Regions from separate parts of the Sus scrofa genome. Here region 1 is linked to region 2. A link is a contact called in public Hi-C data. All regions are on one chromosome and are shown on one strand. Each heading gives the region's core, a stretch centred on a gene start, on an enhancer-like site or on the middle of the called end of the contact. The rest is flanking DNA. Distances are from core to core; before and after follow the strand shown.

Region 1 (4,074 bases), core at 847-3,346, 260 kb before region 2:
CAGGCATTCTGGACCTCCCAGGGTCCCTCATGGGGGTTTTCCCCAGGCCAGGAGGCCGAGGGGGCCTTAGGGCCTGGTCCGCAGTGAGGGTACAAGTGCAGAGGTTGGTTCCGGTCTTCAGGGGGCCTCCAGTACCCCCATCACAGAGGGAAGCCCTGGCAGGAGGGTGGCCGCACTGGCTGGAGTGGCGGGGACCCTGCGGTGTCGAGGACTGTGCTGCCTCATGCTGAGGGGGTCAGCTGAGACAAGGACCCTTGATGGTGGTTTCATGTGTCATGTGGCTGGACTAACGGTGTCTAGACAGCTGGTAAAGCAGTGTTTCTGGGTGTGCCCTGTGGGTGTTTGTAGAAGAGTTGAGTGTGTGACTCTCTAGGGGAGCAAAAACCACTCTGTCCTCGGGGGCCGGGGCGGAGGGGGGCTCATCCAATCATTAGGAGCAGAGCAGGAAGGAGGAGGAAGGGCGAATCCACTCTTTCTTCCCAAGCTGGGACCTCAGAGCTCCTGGTTCTGGAGCCTCTGGACTCCGAGGGAATCTTACGGCAGCTCTCGGGTCTCGGGCTCGCAGCGGCAGGCCCCCAGGACCCCGGGAGCCCCTCCCTGTAACACCTCTCATCTGTCTGTCCCCCGAGTCCCGCTGCTTTGGAGAAGCCTGACCGCTGCAGAGCCCAGGTGGGGTGTCAGTGTGGCCTTTTCCCGGCTCCCACGGTGGCACAAGCTAGACACTGGAGAGGAGAGGGTGCCGGCTCCCAGTTCCACTTGGCTCGTGGGAGGGGCAGTCCTCAGGAGTACGTGCGCTTTGACTTGCTCTCAGGTGAACACATAGGGATGAAACGGCTGCCTCCGGGGCAGGTGTGAGTCTCACTGTACGAGAAGCTGTAGGAGCATTTCTGAGGTGATGTGTGTGGATACCTTGCTGACGGCGTACCGGGTCCCAGCTGAGCCTCGGCTCGACGCCGGGGGTTGTCAGCGTCGCGTGTGACCATTCTGCCCAGCAAACAGTGGGACCTTGCTGTGGTTTTCATTTCCATTTCTCTAATGATGCCAGGCACCCTCCCAGGTGGACGGTGGCAAACACGCTTGGTCCCAGACACCTCCGAGCGAAAAAGGCTTGGACGGCAAAGACAGCCAATAATTCCACCTTGCCTGAGCCTTCACTTCATGGCAGCGAGGGGCTGGCCGCAGCCACCCTGCCTCAGAGACTGAGGTTTCAAACCAGGAGCTACAAAGGCCCCATCGTCCTAACAGGTCAGGTACAGTTCTTGGCCCCAGGCAGGAGCCACCAGGAGCTCCGACCTCTCAGAGATAGTGCCCAGTGCGGGCACAGGTCTGTGGGGCACTCCTGGGAATGGGGCGCAGTGAAGGGCGGGGAGAGGGCCCCCTGCTGTGGAAGGAGAGATCCTGAGGACAACCGCTCAGCCCGCCCCGACCAAGGGACACACACCATCCCACCCCATCCCCCAAATGTCCCAGGCTCGCCGCCCGCTCTGCCCTCCTCGCGCTGTGAGACTGCGCCCAGCCCAGCATCGGGTACCCCCGCCCTGACGGCCTCCTGCCACACCTACCTCTTGGGAGAGACCCAGTCATCTCAGAAACTGCCCAGCAGCGCTAATTCAAGGCCCGCGGCGGGCCAGGCGGATCTGCGACCCAGGTACCCCACCTGGCCAGCCGTGAGGGTCTGAGGTCAGTCCCCTGGCTTGCCCGCCCCCAGGCCACACGCTGACAGTGTTCGCACCTGGTGCGGAGGCGGAGGCAGCGGAGCCCAGGAGGAGCCCGGCTTGGCGGGCAGGTGAGGGTGTCGGCGCCTAGACACCTGGCCCCGCCCCAGACACGCCCCGGGCACGCCCCCAGGCTCCAGCCCGCTCCCTCCGGCTCCAGCTCCGCCCCAGCTGCCTCAGGGCAACCTGCCCCGAGGACGTCCTAGAGCCCCGCCCATAGGTAGGCCACGCCCATCTGTCCCGCCCCTCGTCCCGCCCCTGCTCCCCTCGCAAGTTCTGCCCCAGGAGCTTCCGGACGCGGAGTCACACAAGACGCATGCGCTGGGCGGGCTCCGGAGCGTTGCCGTGGCTACAGGTGACGCTACGCTAGAGCGCGGGCTGCGCTTCCGGGGCGGGGCGCGGTCGCCGGAAGTGTGTGGCCGCCGGGGCCATGGCGGCGCTCAGCGTCGTCTGCCTGCTCCTCGGGGCAGCGTCCTGGCCGCCCGTCGCAGCCTCGGGCGAGGAGTTCTGGCCGGGCCAGTCGGCAGCCGACATCTTGTCGGGGGCGGCGTCCCGCAGACGGTAAACGCGCGTCCGCGCCCTCTGCGGGGCTGGGGGGCTGGGACCGGATTGGGGGTGGCGGCCGGCGGTAGGGGCGGGGCTGGGAGCGGAGCGGAGGGGCCGGCCTGGGGCAGAGGATCCTACAGATAAACAAGGCTTGGCTTTCTTAAGAACCACCCATTCGAATATCCGGTTCTCGGGCTCCTCAAACCCCGGGCAAGGCCCGCATCACCTAACAGGGGCCCACGGCCTGCGCTTCCTGGGGCTCCGGGAGGTCCCGGCTGCCGGGGCTACCTTGGCTCGCGCCCCCCGCCTGGGAGCCCGACGGGGAGCGGAGGCCGATCCATCCAGATGTTGGTTGTTTTCGTAGATAAGTCTCAGGAATGAGAAACAAGCCTCTGGGTCGTTCAGCGGTTACTGAGGGCTTGACCCAAACCAGACCGCTGGATGCGGGGTGTAGAGATGGTGAATGGGCCCCTTCGTCTCGGTGTTGGCAGGCTTGGGGGGTTAGAGCCCCAAGCCGAGGATTACCAAGCAGCCTCATCTGCAGGAGCAGAGATTGTGGGAAGAACTAATGCAGAGAAGGGAGGGGGGCGGACAGAAGCCGAGGACCCCTGCCTGGGTTTTGTAGAGGGGTCTTGCTTTGGATAGGGCAGCAGTTCTCCAAGTGTGTCCAAGGACCCCCAGCTGCCAGGCCTTAGAAACACCAGGTTGCTGTCTGTTCTTTTGCCCACATTCCCTCTTGAGTTTACTGTGGGGTTTTTCCAGAGACCATCAGGCCTGTGATACACAGGGGATGCAGAAGCAGGCAGGAAAATCCAGCTGTCACCAGACCAAAGAAATTTGCAAAAACTGAAAACATTGCTACTCTTCTTACTAGTAGGAAAATACACAGGCGTTCTCACTGTGGCTTGGGGTAATGAACTGGATTAGTATCCATGAGGATGCAGGTTTGATCCCTGGCCCCACTCAGTGGGTTAAGGATCTGGCTGTTGCCGTGAGCTGTGGTGCAGGTCGAAGCCACCTCTCCCATCTGGTGTTGCTGTGGCTGTGGTGTAGGCCTGCAGCTGCAGCTCCAATTAGATTCCTGGCCTGGGAACTTCCATATGCTGCAGGTGTGGCTCTTTTAAAAAAAGAAAAAAAGAAAAAAAAATACGCTTATTTTTCATTTGGAAATTCTAATGATAACAGGTGGTAGGCTTATTATCGTTACTTTTAAGGAAATTCGTAAATACTTTTGAGAATTCTTTAGCTTCTAATACAGGAATCAACAGGTTTAACCCACATAAACAACGTCCTGGGGTCCTCAGTCATTGTTAAGAGTGTGCAGGGGTCTGACGACCAAGAAGGTTGAGGACCCCGGAGTACAGGTGCTCAGGCTCTAGGCGCTGAGACTCCCCTGCGCTTAGCTGTGACCATTGCTGTGGTTAAAGGGGTGCTGAGATGTCTTCTGCGCCTGCTTAACGGGTCCCCTAGAAATGGGTGGGTAGCTGCCTCCACTTTCCAGACCAGAAACCACTAGCCTTGTGTGGGTGGGGGGTGGGGGGTCTTCTGTGCGGAGCCCTGACCCGCTCTTCCCTGCCAGGTACCTTCTGTACGATGTGAACCCCCCGGAGGGCTTCAACCTCCGCAGAGACGTCTACATCCGAGTCGCCTCCCTCCTGAAGACGCTGCTCAAAACCGAGGAGTGGGTGCTGGTCCTGCCCCCCTGGGGCCGCCTCTACCACTGGCAGAGCCCCGACATTCACCAGGTCCGGATCCCCTGGGCCGACTTTTTTGATCTTCCGAGTCTCAACAGGAACATCCCTGTCATTGAGTA
Region 2 (4,239 bases), core at 170-2,669:
CATGAGCTGTGGTGTAGGTCACAGACGCTGCTCAGATCCAGCGTTGCTGTGGCTGTGGTGTAGGTTGGCAGCTACAGCTCCGATTTGACCCCTAGCCTAGGAACCTCCCTATGCCGTGAGTGCAGCCCTAAAAAAGACAAAAAAAAAAAAAAAAAAAATTTAAAAATTACATATCATGGGAAATACACCCAAAAAGTTTATAATGCATATATGAAAATCTAGCTCTTTAATCAATTACACAAGATAAAATGCAAGAAATTAACACAATTATATTAGGGGGTAAAAACGTTGTTATGAAAGCCTGGGCACTGGGGCCAGATCCTGGGTTCAAACAGCAGCAGCCAAGTGTCCTTGGTAATTTATTTAATCTCTCAGTTTTTCCCCGCAAAATCAGTCGGCGTGATTATGACAATGTAAACGGCCTGGCACACAGCATAGCTGTTCTCCTTAGCACTACTAGCCCAAAGCCATGGGCCCCACAAACCAACAAGACTGGTCCACAATCCCCAGAGGAGCCCCTTGGTTACAGACACCGGCAGATGCTTCCAGGCAGCTCCGGGTCAGCCCGTGATAAAACATGGTCTAACCACACAGTGGAACATTTTCCACCATAAAAAGGAGTGAAGGGTGATAGTCATACAACCTGCAGGAACGTTGAAACCACGCTAAATGCGAGAAGCCCAACGCGAAAGCCACAATCTCTAGGACTCCATCCATGCGAAATGCACAGAACAGATGGGCGGCTGCTTAGGGCTGGGAGGGCTGGGCACGGGGCACAGGGGCTCTTCAGTTTGCTCCTCGTTTTCTGATGACCCTGGGACTTCCCTTTCCTTTCCCGGGAGCTGTTTGTGCCGCATTCGAGCAGCCTTTCTGCCCGTGGCCGTGGCCGGCTTCTGGTCCTTCCCCGCACGGCGCCAGGCGCGGAGCAAGCCGACCCCTCCCGGGCCGTCGCGCCCGTGCGCCGAGCCTCGGGGCCCACGGAGGCCACGACCCTCCGCGGACCGGGAAGGCCCGCGGGCCGCGCAGCCAACACGGCCCGGGCCGCGGTCCCGGGCTCTGGGGGGCGCCCACAAAGCCAGCCCGGGACCCCCGAGGCCGCACAGTGCGCCGCACCTCTGCCCCCCCCCCCACCGCCGGCGGTGTCCCCAGCTGACCTTCGCCCCGACGCCGCCGGCCGGGGCCTGCGGAGGGGCCGCCTCCCGGGCGGGGGGCGCGGGGCCGGGCGCGGCCTCCCCCGCGGGCCTCACCGCAGCCTGGTGCACCCGAGCCCGCAAGCCGCGCACTTTCCCCATCTCGCCCGCGGAGACCCACAGCCCGCCGGAAGCCGCGGGCACACGCGCCACAAGCCCCCGGAAGTCGGTCCCGCGTGCTGGGGGCCCGGCGGAAACAGGAGCCCGGCCGCTGGGATCCGCTCTTCTCCCCGCGCCCGACGCGCAGGCCACCGGAAGGGCGGGACGGAGCCGCAGAAGGGCGCGGCTGCAGCTGGAGGAGCGGGGCCGAGGGGTCCCGCCTCCGACCCTGCCCGGCTTCCCGGGGCGGGGGCGGCTAATTGTCGGAATCTGTGCAGCCTTGATAACTGGGGAGTGATGGACACAGCGCTGGGGGGGTTCACGCTTGTTGAAATACACAACAAACTTGGGTTTGCTTCTGCCTGTCAGAGATGCCCGGGAGTAGCGGGAAGACTGGGGGCTGGGGGCACCTCAGAGACATCAGGCCAGGACTTACAGGGGCGACTTTACAGAAGTGCCCCTGGAAGAAACCCAGAAACCAGCTCTCAAGCTCAGTACCCCAACTCTGTCAATGGCCCCGCTATCACCACCTGCGCAGTGGCCAGGGTGGGTGTCTAACCAAAACCTGCAGATCAGGTTCCTGTGGCTAGAACCTCTTGTCCAGCTGTGAGCAAGAGGAGAGAACTTCTGGGAGGCTTTCTGGATGGTGAAGACCCAGCCCACCACCTAGTCGTGTGCCCCCCATCTGGTGGCAGCTACAACTTCTTTAGGGGAATGTCACGCGATGGTCTCTGGTTCTACTGCTGTGGGGAGAACTAAGGACAGACAGCACAGAGGTAGTGACTGCTGGGCACACACAGGCAGAGAGCTAACTCAGCTCGCTGGAGGAATGATCTCCTGGCAGCTGGTGCAGAGACACTGGTGTCTTCAACACACAGGTATATGCTCTGCTCCATCCGGCCTCGTTTCCTGAGATGGCGGGCAGGGAGACCCTGGCTTGGCTCCTGGCTCCTTTGCTCACCAGCCCCCCACCTGGCAGTGATCTCTGCCCCTAGCCACCCCCAGAGCCTGCAGGACAGCCTCAACCTCAGGGTTGCTTCTTGCCTCTTCCCGGCAGCCCGTGCTTTCTCAAAGGAAAAGATTGTCCAGCTACCGCAAAATGCATCTGTTAGGACTTTCTTTAAATCCCTGGGCCCCCTCTCTTTGTGTCTGTCCCTTCATCTCCCTCGGCGACCAGGCCACACCCTGCTGCCCTGACATTTGCACCTGCAGCCTGACCCCTCTCTGGGTCTCCACCTGAAGTTGTGGCGATCCCAAAGTGGAAGCCTTGCTTCCCATCCCAATCTGCCCCCGCCCACCCCAGCAGTACAGTCCCCTTCGGAAGGAATGGCAGCCCTCACTCAGGAAGGGGCCCAAGCTCCAAACGGAAGTGTTTTCTTGGCCAACTCCTCTCCCTATCACATCCCCCCAACAGCCCCCTTATCCATCCCCCCAAATTCCACCCCCACCTGGGCTCCAGCCCTGCCCTCCACCCTTGGCCGGAATGGAGCCCCTTCTGTTTACAGCAGCCCCTACCTCCCCAGGGGGGCTGCGTTGGTTCCCGGTCTTCCAGGAAAGGCTACCCTTGGCTCTGGTCTCCGGGGAGGCCCCGCACCCTCGGCAGCTCTGCCTTTCCCAGAGCTCTGCCGTATCTCCTCTGTTCCCTGGGCTGTCGGCCTCCCGGCTGGACTAGGTGGCCTTGGTGATGCCCGGACAGACCCAGCTCTCGCGCGCGCGGCGCCAGGCAATTCTTCCGTCGCGCGAGGGCGCTCACGGCCCGCCGGGGTTTCTCGTGGAGCTGGGGCGCCGCGGGCACCGACGCCCAGGGCGGGGAAAATCCCAGCGCGGGCGCTTCCCGCGACCCCGAGCCCCTTCGGCCCCGCCGAACGCGGCGCACGCAGGATCCATACGAAGACTTCCAAGTGGGTCTGGGGTTCCCACGCAGTCTTGAAGGGTGGCTTCCGGGACAGCCTCGGGACAAACACTGCCGTCGCTCATGCCTGTCTGCCCGATCCTTCGCGGCCTCCGCAAGGACTTCCTGCGAAGCGCCGGCTCTGCCCTCGGGTTTCCACGCCCGCCCAGCGGCGCCTTAGAGCGGACGACGACCTGCGCGCAGCGGCCCTGCGGGTGCCCCGCTCTGACCCGCTCCTGGGACCCTGCTGGGACGTGGAGCCCCAGGCCCACTGCGTCCCACCCTGCCGGGCCCTGGGCCGGTTGCCCTAACCCCACGCGTCTTTCTGTGCCCAGTGTCAGGACCTCCCTCCTGGGGTGGTCGTGGGCGCTGCACCAGCCTCCCCCGTGCTGCGCCCAGCCCGCCCGGTGAATCCCGCTCCAGACACGCCTTCCTTAGCCCCCTTAGGCCGGACACGCGTCCTATGTGCCCCTCTCCCCTGCCGCACTGCTCTCCCTCGGACCCTGCCTGGCTTGAGTTCAGGTCGCTGAAGGCCCCCAGCCCCGTCTCTCCGCAGGAGGCCCGTCCTCCCGCTCCAGGCAGGTGGCCAAGCCTGGAGGTGACTGAGGCAAGGGAGGAATTTCTGAGCCCCAGTTCCCCCCTCTCTACACTAGGTTGGATGGGGCTTCTTTGAGGACCCACAGGTAAAGCCCCAGGAAGCGGCTTCGGGCAGCCAGTGCTCAGATCCCAGTGGCCCAGAGTCGGTAGGGAGCCCACGCGGTGGAGGTCAGGGTTCAGGGTCGGGCTGTCTGGGTGGCACCGTGGGCACCCGGCAGAGCGCCTAGCGGCAGGCGGAGGCTGGGCGCGCAAGCCTAGGGACGTTTGCACCGGGCAAGGGCGAACAAGCCCAGGCTGACCCCAGACCTTCCCGCCCCACCCCGCTGCCTGCGGCGATGGGGAGAGAGGCGGCTCTTCCGCCACCCCGCGCTTCTTCCGGGCGCCTAAGGAAAGGGCTCCGGGAAGGCGGCGCCACGCTCCCGGGAGTGGGCTCCGTCCACCCGCTACGGATCGGGAGACTGA

Evidence for each region. A called contact is a pair of places that touch in the nucleus more often than the background predicts.
Region 1: a Hi-C map of liver shows a contact between it and region 2, with 7 times the contacts expected there. The contact joins the promoter of POFUT2 here to the promoter of FAM207A in region 2. A contact is called at or near these places in 1 of 47 Hi-C or Micro-C datasets (liver) and 1 of 2 datasets of contacts at active chromatin or transcription factors (alveolar macrophages).

What each region holds. Positions count from the first base shown.
Region 1 is chr13:207,816,160-207,820,233 of Sscrofa11.1, reverse strand. POFUT2 (GDP-fucose protein O-fucosyltransferase 2) reads left to right here and starts at 2,096. Exons shown (of 9, transcript XM_021071525.1): 1 at 2,096-2,276; 2 at 3,841-4,074. The coding sequence starts at 2,146.
Region 2 is chr13:207,558,060-207,562,298 of Sscrofa11.1, reverse strand. It overlaps FAM207A (protein FAM207A), which reads right to left and starts at 1,419. Exons shown (of 6, transcript XM_013990227.2): 1 at 1,155-1,419. The coding sequence starts at 1,292.